3 separate regions of the Mus musculus genome follow, and regions 1 and 2 are each linked to region 3. Evidence: chromatin contacts called from public promoter capture Hi-C data. All regions are on one chromosome and are shown on one strand. The core of a region is the stretch at or near the end of the contact, and the rest is flanking DNA. Distances in the headings are between cores, read along the strand shown.

Region 1 (3,632 bases), core at 839-3,338, 150 kb after region 3:
AACCTGTAGGACCACCCAGAGTAACAAATAGCAGAGATGGCCTGATTTATGCTCAGGGTAGATTCTTCATCCTGACAGATTGTCACCTGCCCTGGCTGGACTCTCCATGAGTCGATTGATTATTGATCATTCTGCCAATAAGTCAGCAAGGGATTTACTGAGCCACATCCACTAGGTACTTAGTGGGAGTTGCCCTCTGCCTGCCGGCCAAGAAGCATTGGCTGAGAGGCTCGTCATCAAGATACAGCAGAACAGAAGAAATGGTGTCCCTTACTGTGCACATGGCTGTGCGTTCTAGATGCCATACAGATACAGGTACTAACTCATTGCCCCTCCCCCTTTTTTCTCTGTTTTGTTTGTTTTTTTGGGTTTTTTTTCTGGTTTTTTTTTTGTTTGTTTTGCTTTGTTTGTTGTTTTTTGTTTTGTTTTGTTTGTTTGTTTGTTTGTTTGTGTGTAGCCCTGGCTGTCCTGGAACTCACTTCGTAGACCAGGCTGGCCTCTAACTCAGAAATCCGCCTGCCCTCTGCCTCCCAAGTGCTAGGATTAAAGGCGTGCACCACCACTCCTGGCTCCTCCTCCAGCCTTGAGTTCCCAACATCTGCCTGCCCACCATGGTGTTTCATAGCTCACGCTCATGCAGTTCTCTTGCCCAGAGCGTCCTGCCCATCCTCATTCAGCAGACTGAACTCAGTGCCCCTCCCACCTGTTCTCAACAGCACCAGGCCAGGCTGAGAGGACAAATGAGTCCTGACATTCCCCTGGCTTCACCCATGGCAGACATCATTAATGGATCACAACATGATTCTGAGAACTTTGCTGGGCTTAGCTGGACCTGCCTGCCTTGAGAGCACAAAGTGGGTGATTAAGTCAGATGTGAAATGTGGGAGCACAGCATAACGCCAGGGGTGTGCAGCACCACTCTGCCTTACAAGGTCCCTGGCCTGCCCACATCCTGTCACTTGGTGGAGCTGGTGGTAGGAGGGGGGAGGATGTAAGAGAGGAACAAGAAGGTGAGGGACCGTTTCTAGAAAAGAACACCACCTGACAAAGGAGCAAGAAAGAGTGACCTCTCCCCCTCTGCTTGCAGCCAGGCTGGGCTGTTACCGGGGCTCCTGGAAGGCCAGTGGGCAAAGCCTCTACCAAAGATTCCCTGCTTCCTAAGCCTCAGTGCTGCTTGCCTCCGACAGGTCCTCCCATGCGCACGGGCACTGCGCATGACATCATACTCTTCAGTGCTGCTTGCCTCTGACAGGTCCTCCCATGCGCGCACGGGCACTGCGCATGACATCATACTCTTCAGTGCTGCTTGCCTCTGACAGGTCCTCCCATGCGCGCACGGGCACTGCGCATGACATCATACTCTTCACAGCTCCCTCCTCCAAACACCCAAGGCAGGTGACACAGTTGCACTCACTTTTCATGGGAAATGAAGCCATTTGTCAAATGTCCACATGTCCCGCTCCGCAGCTCAACCAGGGTTAAGCTCTGAAAGGGATTCAGCTACTCAGCCTCTTGACTCTGAGGTTCCCCGTTCCCAAAGTGCATCTTGCCCTTTTGCCTCCATGGCTGCTAGCAGTCCCCTGGAATAAAAACTAGATGGTGTGTGTGTGTGTGTTTGTGGATGTGTGATTGTGTCTCTGTGTGTCTGTGTACAAGTGACTGTGTGTGCGTGTGTGTGTGTCTGTGCATGAAGGACTGTGTGTTTATGTGTGTGCATGTGTGTCTGTCTGTGTGTGTGTGTTTGTGTGTGTGTGTGTGTGTGTGTGTGTGTGTGTGTGTGTGTGTAGGAGGGATGTGTAGGGGTGGGTAGCCGTGCAAGCTGGGGACTGGGCAGAAGTCCTAAAGATTCACAACAGCTTATATAGATGAAAATAAACTACTCTAAAACAAACAAAAAAAAGTACAAAAACTAAATAGTGTGTGCCTGCACGCACCTCACTCCCTCCCCAGACACCAACCTGATTTCTGCCCTCCCATCCCTCTGGCCTCTGCCCTCCAACCCCCAAACACCCTTCAGAAATGCCTAGGAGAAGGGAGGGGCAGGAGGCTCCCTCACCTCAGGGTCTTCTGCAGTGGGAGCCTCCTCTCCTCTTTTTCTGAGGACAGAGCGGTTTTCCTTGTGCTCTATGTAAATGAGCTGTTTGTGAATGTGCATCTGTAATGGAGGAGCTGTCAGGTTGGGCTGGGGGGTTGGCTGCGACGGAGGAGGACAATAGATTCTGTGCTCAGAGGTCAGGCGTGGGGGGAGGGGACTGCTGGCTCCGGAGACTGGGGAGAAGGAGCCAGATGCAGGGGTCGGGGACAACATGCAGGGATGAGGCCCAGGCTCCAGTCTTGCTGAGACCTGGGGCCTCAGGCAGGGAGGTGGTAAAGAGCCGGGAGCCTGTGGTGACAGCTGGGCTGGGGAGGGTGCCATGTGCCAGGGTGAGGAGGAGAAGCCCGGGGCACTGGGGCAGCTGGGGCACACCCTGGGTGCCAGGAAGAAGCTGTAAGGCAGCCTAGGAGCTGCTGCTTTGGAAATCAGGAAAGACTCCTGTAAGGGACCCGTTTACCCCGTGCAGGGCCTCTATGCAGGATGGGACCCACTCTGGTCTCACAAAGCACCAAGCTCAGAGCAGCATACAAGCTATTCAATCAGCGGTAGTGCTGCAATCTAAGAATCCAACGATAAGCCCAAAGAAAACCTTCATTTAGCCTAAGGAGAAACTGGGGTGTGGATGACAATGACAAGGCCCTAGAGTATGATCAGAACCCCATGGTGGCGGTGGCGAGGAACAGCAGGGCTCCTTGAGGGGCCTCTGAAGACCAGCTTCACCCCAAATCCACAGGTTCTAAGGCAACCTCACTGGCCCTGAAGCCTGATGCCCTGGAACTTCTGTGAGGAGCACAAGGGAACCTCAAGAACTCTCTGGTCTCCTCAGTACAGGTTCGGGCCCGGGGCTTGTGTGGCAGCCACAGGTCACTCAGTTCAGATTTGTGAAGTGCAGCCTCTGGCCGCTACTTGGAAGAGACAGGCAAGAAGCAGCGGAACCCAAACACAGGCTGTCAGGACAGCAAGTGAGGCAAAGGGAAAGAGCGTTGTGCAGGTGGAAACAGAAATGAATGGACCTTTTTAAAGGTATCCCTCTTGAGATGAAAGAGATGGATGCTCAGCTGTGTAAAGGAAGAATATTACAAGCAGAGAGAGAAGCAGGTCTGGAGCTCTGGTGAGACGGCCTGAGCATCCTTAGGTCAGGCAGAAGTTTTCCAGTCTTTGCTGGACTGACACAGTTGAGCTTCTGCATGCCAGAAGCTCATGGTCACGCAAGCTTCCCTGGAGTCAGTGGCTTCGTGTTCTTGTCTCAAAGAGTATAATTCTAGAACAGGAGGGTGAATTGATAAAGGGTTTTATTATACAGCTGTAGGTGGGAGCTTGTGTGTTAAGACGCAAGCTCCTGGAAGTAAGGTACCATCAAGGGTCCCCACCTTAGGGTTAGTGAGGCTTTGCTGAATGGAGGCACGGTGAGCTTGGAGAATGAGCTAGTTGGTCGCGTCACCCTTCCACAAGGTGTCCGGGTGACTCTTCATTGCTGTGTCCTCATAAAGTTTCCAGGCAGAAAGCTATAGTTTGTAAAAAGGAGGAGAAAAAAAAA
Region 2 (3,761 bases), core at 273-2,772, 210 kb before region 3:
GCAGCTCAGCACAGCCACTAGAGGGTGAGAGGGAATGGGACCTAGTGATTAGCCAGAGCTATCCCATGACATCCCCTTCCTAGTCTGTAAGAAGTCATAGGACCAACGACTGAACATCCCAAGGGACCTTTAGGAGCCACCTGAGGCTTAAAACCAGCAGCAGTGGGTCATCTTGGTGTGCCGGAAACGCTGTAAGTGCCATCTGCTGAGCCAGGAAGTACATTTAGATCTTGTGGGATATAACGAACCACCCTAAATTAACACAATATACATATTTATTCCCTTCCATCTGCAGGTCAGACGTCTAAAATGGGTCTAAATTGTCTAGAATAAAGGTGTTGGCAGGGTTGAGTTCACTGTGGAGTTTGTGAGGGAGAATCTGTCGCTATCTTCCCTCTTCTAGAGGTTGCTTATCTTCCTTGGTTTTATGGCCTCTCCCTCCATCTTCAAAGCCAGCACAGTAGCAAGATGTGTACGTTCATGGCATATAGCACATCGCTTAATGAAGCAGCTACTGTAAACCTTAGTGCCGAGCAGATCATCCTAGCCATATGGCCAAGAGCACAGACTCCTAGAGAGAGGAGTGCCTTGTCGAGGTCATGCAGACCTAGCAGCTCATGAGCCATCAATGCCTTTCTCTTTGACACTCAAACAGATAGTACCCTAATTCTCAATGCACAAGATATTCTTGACCCTTGGGGTGACAATTCTCTCAACCCTGTTGGCTGGTGTTTAGAGGTTACGATACAAGAAAGAGTCCAAGCTTGGATCCTGTTAGGCTCAGCCTCTAATCATCATTTTAATTTGTACTAGTTAGCGACTGCTGTGTTATAAGACATGTCAACCAATAGACTATACATCGAAATATAAGGAGATTTATTGTAGACTTAGCTTGTGTGACGAAGTGCCACCATATTGCCACCAGCAAGCAGGAAAATTGAGGGAACATTTCAGTCCCAGTCTGAAGGTTTGCGAGACAGGGGATCACTAGGATATAACTTTGAGTCTGAAGAGGCCAAAACAAACACCATGGTGTCTGAAGGCAGAAGGCACCAGGCTCAGGAAGCGCAAGCAGAGATGAGAGTGTAGAGCCCTTACCTAGCACACATGAAGCCCTGGGGTTTGCTCTTTAAACCCTCAAATAAAAACAAAGCAAACAAACAAAACACAAAAGATTGAATGTGCCTTTCAACATAATCCCTCACCATATTGAATGGAACAATGCCTTCTCGCACTAGGGGAGACAGTCATCTTTACTCCATCCACTGATGCAGATACTATCTGAGAACAGCCTCAGAGATGACCAGAAACAGCATTTTACCAGATCTCTGGGCATCTCTTTGCCCAGTCAAGTTGACACAGAAAACTAATGATTGTGCTACTTCCAAATCTAGCAGTTCACTTAGTGACAGCTTCAAGTTTTTCATTACCCTGCAGGTGGCTGAAAGGTTCTGTTGACAGACACTGAGCATCTGATCTTAGTTGGATCCATTTACATGTCTGTGTGCCTGTGGCTACCTAATGAGTCAGCTGCAAGTGGCCGGCCTACCTGAACTGGGACAAAATGCTTTCTTTGTTCAATGCTGCCTCTTACTGTCCAGCAGGCAAGCCTGGGCTAGTTTCCACAGGGAACAGATGCCCTATAGCAATGGTTCTCAACCTGTGGGTCACAACAACCTGTTTAAGGTTCCAATGACCCTTTCACAGGGGTCACATATCAGATATCCTGTATATCTGATATTTACATTATGATTCATAACAGTAGCAAAATTACAGTTATGAAATAGCAACTAAAATAATTTTATGGCCAGGCAATATTGGTGCATGCCTTTAATCTTAGTACTTTGGAGGCAGAGGCAGGCATATTTATATGAGGCCAACCTGATCCACAGAGTGAGTTCCAGGACAGCCAGGGCTACATAGAGAAACCCTGTCTCAAAAAATTATCTAATATAATATAATGTGCAACATAATTGTTATTATTACTGTTAATTTTATATTATTATTATTAATTTTATTAGTATTAATTTAATTTATTAGAGGGCTGCAGCATTAGGAAGATGGAGAACCACTGGGCTAAAGTGTCTCCCACACTCCAGCCATCCTGTTCATGATTCCCATTGTGGAGAAGCAGTCTCAAGTCTCTTAAATAGTTGGATCAGCCTCCTGAGGGTTGGTAGAAGCACATGTGCCCAGAACAAGTGCATGTCACTTTTGCGGGATCCTGTTGGCCACAGTGAGTCAAGACTGAATTCAAGTGGCATAAAAGTGTCTCTTTTTCTTTTTCTTTTTCTTTTTCTTTTTCTTTTTCTTTTTTTCTTTTCCTCTTCCTCTGCCTCTTCTTCTTCTTCGTTTGTTTTGTTTGTTTGTCTGTTTGTTTGTTTGTTTTTCGAGACAGGGTTTCTCTGTGCAGTCCTGACTGTCCTGTAACTCACTTTGTAGACCAGGCTGGCTTCGAACTCTGAAATCCACCTGCCTCTGCCTCCCAAGTGCTGGGATTACAGGCGTGCGCCACTACAGCCTGGCCAGTGTCTCTGCTTCTTTATGGGGATTTTCCAAGGTCCCTTTGCAAAGTAGGTGGACGATGGAAGGACCAGAAGTGGTTAGCTCTGTGGTTAACGAACCACACATGTTTCTTAATTCCTATGCTCCTCAGTTTCCTCCTTATTCCTAATAACACCTCCTCAAGAAATTAGGATTAAAGGATTTAAAATATGCATAGCGATAGCACCTGCCCAGTGCTTCGTAATGATAGCAGTTGTATTTTCTGCCATCACTGCTGTTATATATGACTATTACTACTATTACAATGATAATTTTATGTCACTATTCTTACTATTATTGCATGTATCTGTTTTCCAATTGCTATAACTAAATACCCAACTCTGAAGAATTTACAAAGAGAAGAGCTTTATTCAGCTCATCATTTTGGAGGTTGAAAGTCCAGGCATGTCTATTGGCCCAGCATCTGTCGAGGGTCCCCTTGACTGTCACATCAGGGTGAGCATCGTCATGGTGGGTGGGTGTGAGAGACAGTGAGATCACACTTCAAGACATAAAGCCGGAGAGGAATTCAAGTGTCAGGGGTTGTGATGGCTATACTCAACTGTCAGCTTGACTCTATCTGGAATGAACTACAATCCAGAAATGGAGGGCACACCTGTGGTCCAGATCTTGAGGCTGTAAGAAACAGACTTCTGATCTGGATCTTGAAGCACACTGGCTATAAAAAACTTAGGCCCAGGCAAGGTGATACATGCCTTTAATCCCAGGAGAGAGAGGCAAGTAGAGCTTTGAGTTCAAGGTCAGCCTAGGACAGTGCAAGTTCCAAGAACAGTTTAGGTCCAGGTGTGGTGGTATACACCTTTAATCTGGGCCACACCTTCTACTGGAGGCCTACATAAGAACAATAGAAGAAGGAAGACTTCCTTCTTCTTTGCCTGCTTGTACTTACTTGCCAGCACATCTGCTGGAAACTATTTCTTCTTCAGGATTCCAGCTTATACAGAAGACCAGCTGAAACACTCAGCCTCGTGGGACTGAGCGACTACTAGATTCTTGAACTTCCCATCCACAGCTGCCCATCGGTGGGTTAGTTGGACTGGAGACTGTAAGCTATCCCAATAATTTCCCTTACTATATCAAGAGACATTCCATAAGGTCTGCCTTTAGAGAACCCTGGCTAATACATTCTTTAGAATAGTTCATTCACTCAGTAAGACCAACATCAAGTGACTCCCAGGGCAGCTCTCCCATCGTCC
Region 3 (3,798 bases), core at 809-3,308:
TTTCATAGTTTCTATCATTAGCAACACACAGCCAAAACTCATCCAGCCAGGCACGATGGCGCATGCCCATAATCCCAGCACTCTGGCGGCTCAAGTGGCCAAGTGAGTTTGGGGCTAAACCTGGCTACATACAGAGACCTTGTTTCAAAAACAGGCTGGGGCATCAGGAACAGATGAGGTAGTTTCAAGTGCCACCACGCTTGACAACCTGAGTTCAGTTCCTGAGACCCACAGGGTAGGAGAAAATCAGCTATCACAAACTGTCCTCTGACCGCACACAAAACACCGTGTACACAACCACACAAATACACTAAAGAAATAAACCAACAAGCACGATTTTAAGGTAGAGCTGGCAAGAAGGCTTACATAGTAACAGTGCTTGCTACCAAGTTTGATGACGTAAGTCCCAGCAACCATATGGTGGAAGGAGAGAAGGGACTTCTACAGTGTGTCCTTTGACTTCCACACAGGTGCCCACACACATGAACTCATATGGATGCCGCATATTTGTAGTTGTACAGGTAAATATACAAATGTAAAACCTCTTTTGGATTAAAGATTTTTAAATAAGTGTTTTTTTTTCAAAGATTCATTTTTTTAAAAATGCCTTGGTACCTCAAGCCTTTTCACCACTAAATAATATTCCATTACAGGACTGAACCACCGTGTGTGCATGAATTAATCGGCTGAATGACACTCGGCTTTTCCAGTTTTGCTGGCTGTAAATAATGCTGCCCTGGGTGTTTGTGGGAAGATTTTATTGTGGGGAACAGCCAAGAACTGTTGGCAAGGCCACAGTGAGCTCTGTGAGTCCTCCAAAGGGCATCTATGGTCAGTCTCTGGGTTCCTGTTGCCTGGATCCTCTCCAGCACAGGAAATTGCCCTTGTATTTATTTGATTGTTTAACCCGTCCATTCTGCTAAGTATGCATATTCCTACAGTCATGGCTGTGTTCTGACTTCAGTCCTCTAGTGACAGAGGATGGCTCCAATTCACATCTTTCCGTATGCTTTGTTGGGATTGCCTTCATAGAGGAGACATCTGTGTTAAATCACGAGTCCAGTGAGGTAGCTCAGCAGGTGAAGGCGTCAACCGCCAAACCCAATGACCAGAGTTCAATCCCTGGGTGGGACCCACAGTGGAAGGAGAGGACAATCTCCAGCAAGTTGTCCTCTGGAGAAATAAAAAAGAATTCATGAAAAATGTAAATGTGAAAAAACGTAAAGACTTGTTATTTTAGATACTAGCCTTTTATTAGATAAATATTTTTTTAAAAAAATATTTTCCCCGCAGCAGTCCCTCTTACAGAGCAGAAGTTATTAATTTTAATAAAATCCAACTTATCAGTTTTTTATTTCACGGATCATGTTTTTTGGGTGTTATATCTAAAAACTCATCACCAAGCCAAGGTCACAGATTCCCCTCTCATAAGTTTGGTTTTGATAGATAAATGCCTGTGTGTTATGGTTTAGTTGTCCCACCCCTCCCCCACCCCCACCCCCAAAAAAGATAAGTCCTACTTCCTATGAATGTGAATTTACCTTTAAACAGGGTCCTTCTGGGCAGGGCTGATCAAGTTAAGATCAGCTCACAGGTGTAGGTCCTCAGCCAATGTGGTGTCCCTGGAAAGAGGACCGGGCATGCGAACATGGGGTATCGATCAGAGAGCATGGGGCAGCATCCGCAAGCCAAGGCCACCAAGAACTGAAGCCTTAGCCGGCGGCGCATCCTCCCTGACTCCTACCCTGAGGGGATGCTCCAGAAGAGTCATCCCTCTGTAGCCAGGTTCCTGTCCAACAGCAACCTAAGGAAAGGGTTCGCTTTGGTTCGAAGTTTAAGGGGACCGTGAATCAAGGGGAGCAAGGTGGGAGGCGGAACTACAGATGAGTGGAGCCGCACTGCATCCCCAGGCAGGAAGCAGAGCGTGGGGGATGCTGGTCCTCAGTCGACTTCCTGTCTTTTACTCAGCACGGGACCGCAGTCCGTGGGATTTGTGATGGTGGTGCCCACATTTAAGTGACCTTTCTCTTATCATCAAACCTTTCCTGAAATGCCTTCATACACATGCCCAGAGGTGTTTCCATGGTGATTCCAGGTCCCATCCCACCTACCGGTGTTTGGGACTTCCAGTCGCTAGGAGTAAATGTCTGTTGTGTTGTTGTGTTAAGATTCCTGATGAGAGCACCTTGTGGGGTTTGAACACACAGGACCAGTTGACCTCCATCCTAGCATTAATATTCCTGACTCTGCAGGGAGCTCCTTTGTCCTGTGTGTGGTGGTTAACTTCAGTTATCAATGTGACTGGATTGAAAGATGCCTATTTATTATATTGATAAAGCATACTTCTGGGAGTGTCTGTAACGGTGTTTGCAGAGATCAGCGTGTGAGTCAGGGAACTGTGGAGGAAGTGATCTGCCCTGAACCTGAATGGCAGGCAATAGGCTGAGGGCTTGGATGAAACAACAAAAAGTAGAAGGGTCTGGAGAGATGACTCAGCAAAGATGAGATGACTCAGCAATTAGGAGCACTTACTGCTCTTACAGAGGAGTTAAGAGTTTAGTTCCCAGTACCCAGGTCAGTCAGCTCACAACTGCCTATAACTCCAGTTCTGGGGGATCCAACATCCTCTTCTGGATTCCATGGATACCTGAGTGTTTCTGCTCTCTCTCTCTCTCTCTCTCTCTCTCTCTCTCTCTCTCTCTCTCTCCCTCTCTCTCTCTCTCTCTCTCTCTCTCAGACAGACAGACACGGGCAGGCACATATAATTTTAAATTTTTTAAATAATTCTAATAATAAAAAAGAAAGATGAGCAAAACTAGCTTCCAGGCCCATGATCCCCTTCTAGACATTGCTGTTGCTGTCATCGTGGTGGATAGACTCCAGGTTCATCAGCCTTTGAACAAGATTAGCTTCATGGGTGGTTCACTGGAAAGCTTTCTGGCGGTCAGCTTCACACCGAGTCTACATCCTTGGCCTCTCTCACTCATAACCTCTTTCATTGGCAGCTAGCAGGTCTCCTGGCTCAGCTGGTACTGGACTTTGTGAGACTGCAGCCCAGCTGTGTGTTTGCTATGTTTGAGACAATGTAGCACTGTAGCTCTCATATTCCTTGCCATTGGTTTTCTTTCTCTGAAGAACACTAAGTAACAATAGTCTGTCCCTGGAAGGGTCCACCATTCTGGTTTCTATGGTCATGGCTTAGCCTGTTCTAGAATAGTTTACAAGCATGGTCATGGAGCCCATGCTATATTTTTAACAAGCTCCTTTACCCACATGGCATTTCTATACTTATCCACATTGCCAGACAGGACAGTAGTTTCTTCTACTCCAAACAGTAGTCAGTTTTATTAACATATTACAGTCTGTTTATCCACTCCCCTATCTGTGGACCACTGGGTTGCTTCCAATTTGGGGCTATTATGAATAAAGCCACTCTGAATATTCTCCCACAAATGAGGCATGTGTTTAAATGAAGACACAATTGTGAACATATGGTTAAATGCACAGTAGAATTGCCAGATCATAGAGAATGTATGTGTTTAACTTCACACGAAATCCTCAATTTCTTTTACCAACATTGGCAAAACATTGACAGTCTCACACCCCCACCATCTTTAGCTGTATGCCCATTGCTCCATGTGATCCCACCAGGCTCCAGTGGATAGCGCTCAACCCATGGACACACACATGACCCTGGTTCCTCTCAGTGAGTCACAAAAACAAAATGTGTAAGAGAGATTTGTGGGGAGGAGGTAGGATGCACAGGGATGGTTGGGAGGTGGGCATGAGAGCTGACAG

What was found. Promoter capture Hi-C pulls out the DNA fragments that hold promoters and counts their contacts.
Region 1: a promoter capture Hi-C map of epiblast stem cells shows a contact between it and region 3, with 4 times the contacts expected there. The contact joins the promoter of 1700057H15Rik here to the promoter of 1700021L23Rik in region 3. A contact is called at or near these places in 15 of 39 promoter capture datasets (the 3T3-L1 cell line, HPC-7-derived erythroid cells, cranial neural crest and 10 more) and 1 of 115 datasets of contacts at active chromatin or transcription factors (embryonic stem cells).
Region 2: a promoter capture Hi-C map of trophoblast stem cells shows a contact between it and region 3, with 2.7 times the contacts expected there. The contact joins the enhancer-like site here to the promoter of 1700021L23Rik in region 3. A contact is called at or near these places in 4 of 39 promoter capture datasets (embryonic stem cells, hippocampal neurons, stem cell-derived epiblast-like cells and 1 more) and 1 of 9 other capture datasets (embryonic stem cells).

What each region holds. Positions count from the first base shown.
Region 1 is chr4:124,483,871-124,487,502 of GRCm38.p6, forward strand. It overlaps 1700057H15Rik (RIKEN cDNA 1700057H15 gene), which reads right to left and starts at 2,089. Exons shown (of 4, transcript NR_040774.1): 1 at 2,057-2,089.
Region 2 is chr4:124,121,844-124,125,604 of GRCm38.p6, forward strand. No RefSeq gene overlaps it. Among named protein-coding and RNA genes, the nearest start is that of Gm40241, 70 kb to the left of the region's middle. Within about 2 kb of position 1,523, at least 4 of the 459 cell types and tissues checked have an H3K27ac peak or open chromatin away from gene starts, as enhancers often do. A contact at or near this core is called in trophoblast stem cells, where this site is marked.
Region 3 is chr4:124,330,662-124,334,459 of GRCm38.p6, forward strand. It overlaps 1700021L23Rik (RIKEN cDNA 1700021L23 gene), which reads right to left and starts at 2,059. Exons shown (of 5, transcript NR_166446.1): 1 at 1,542-2,059.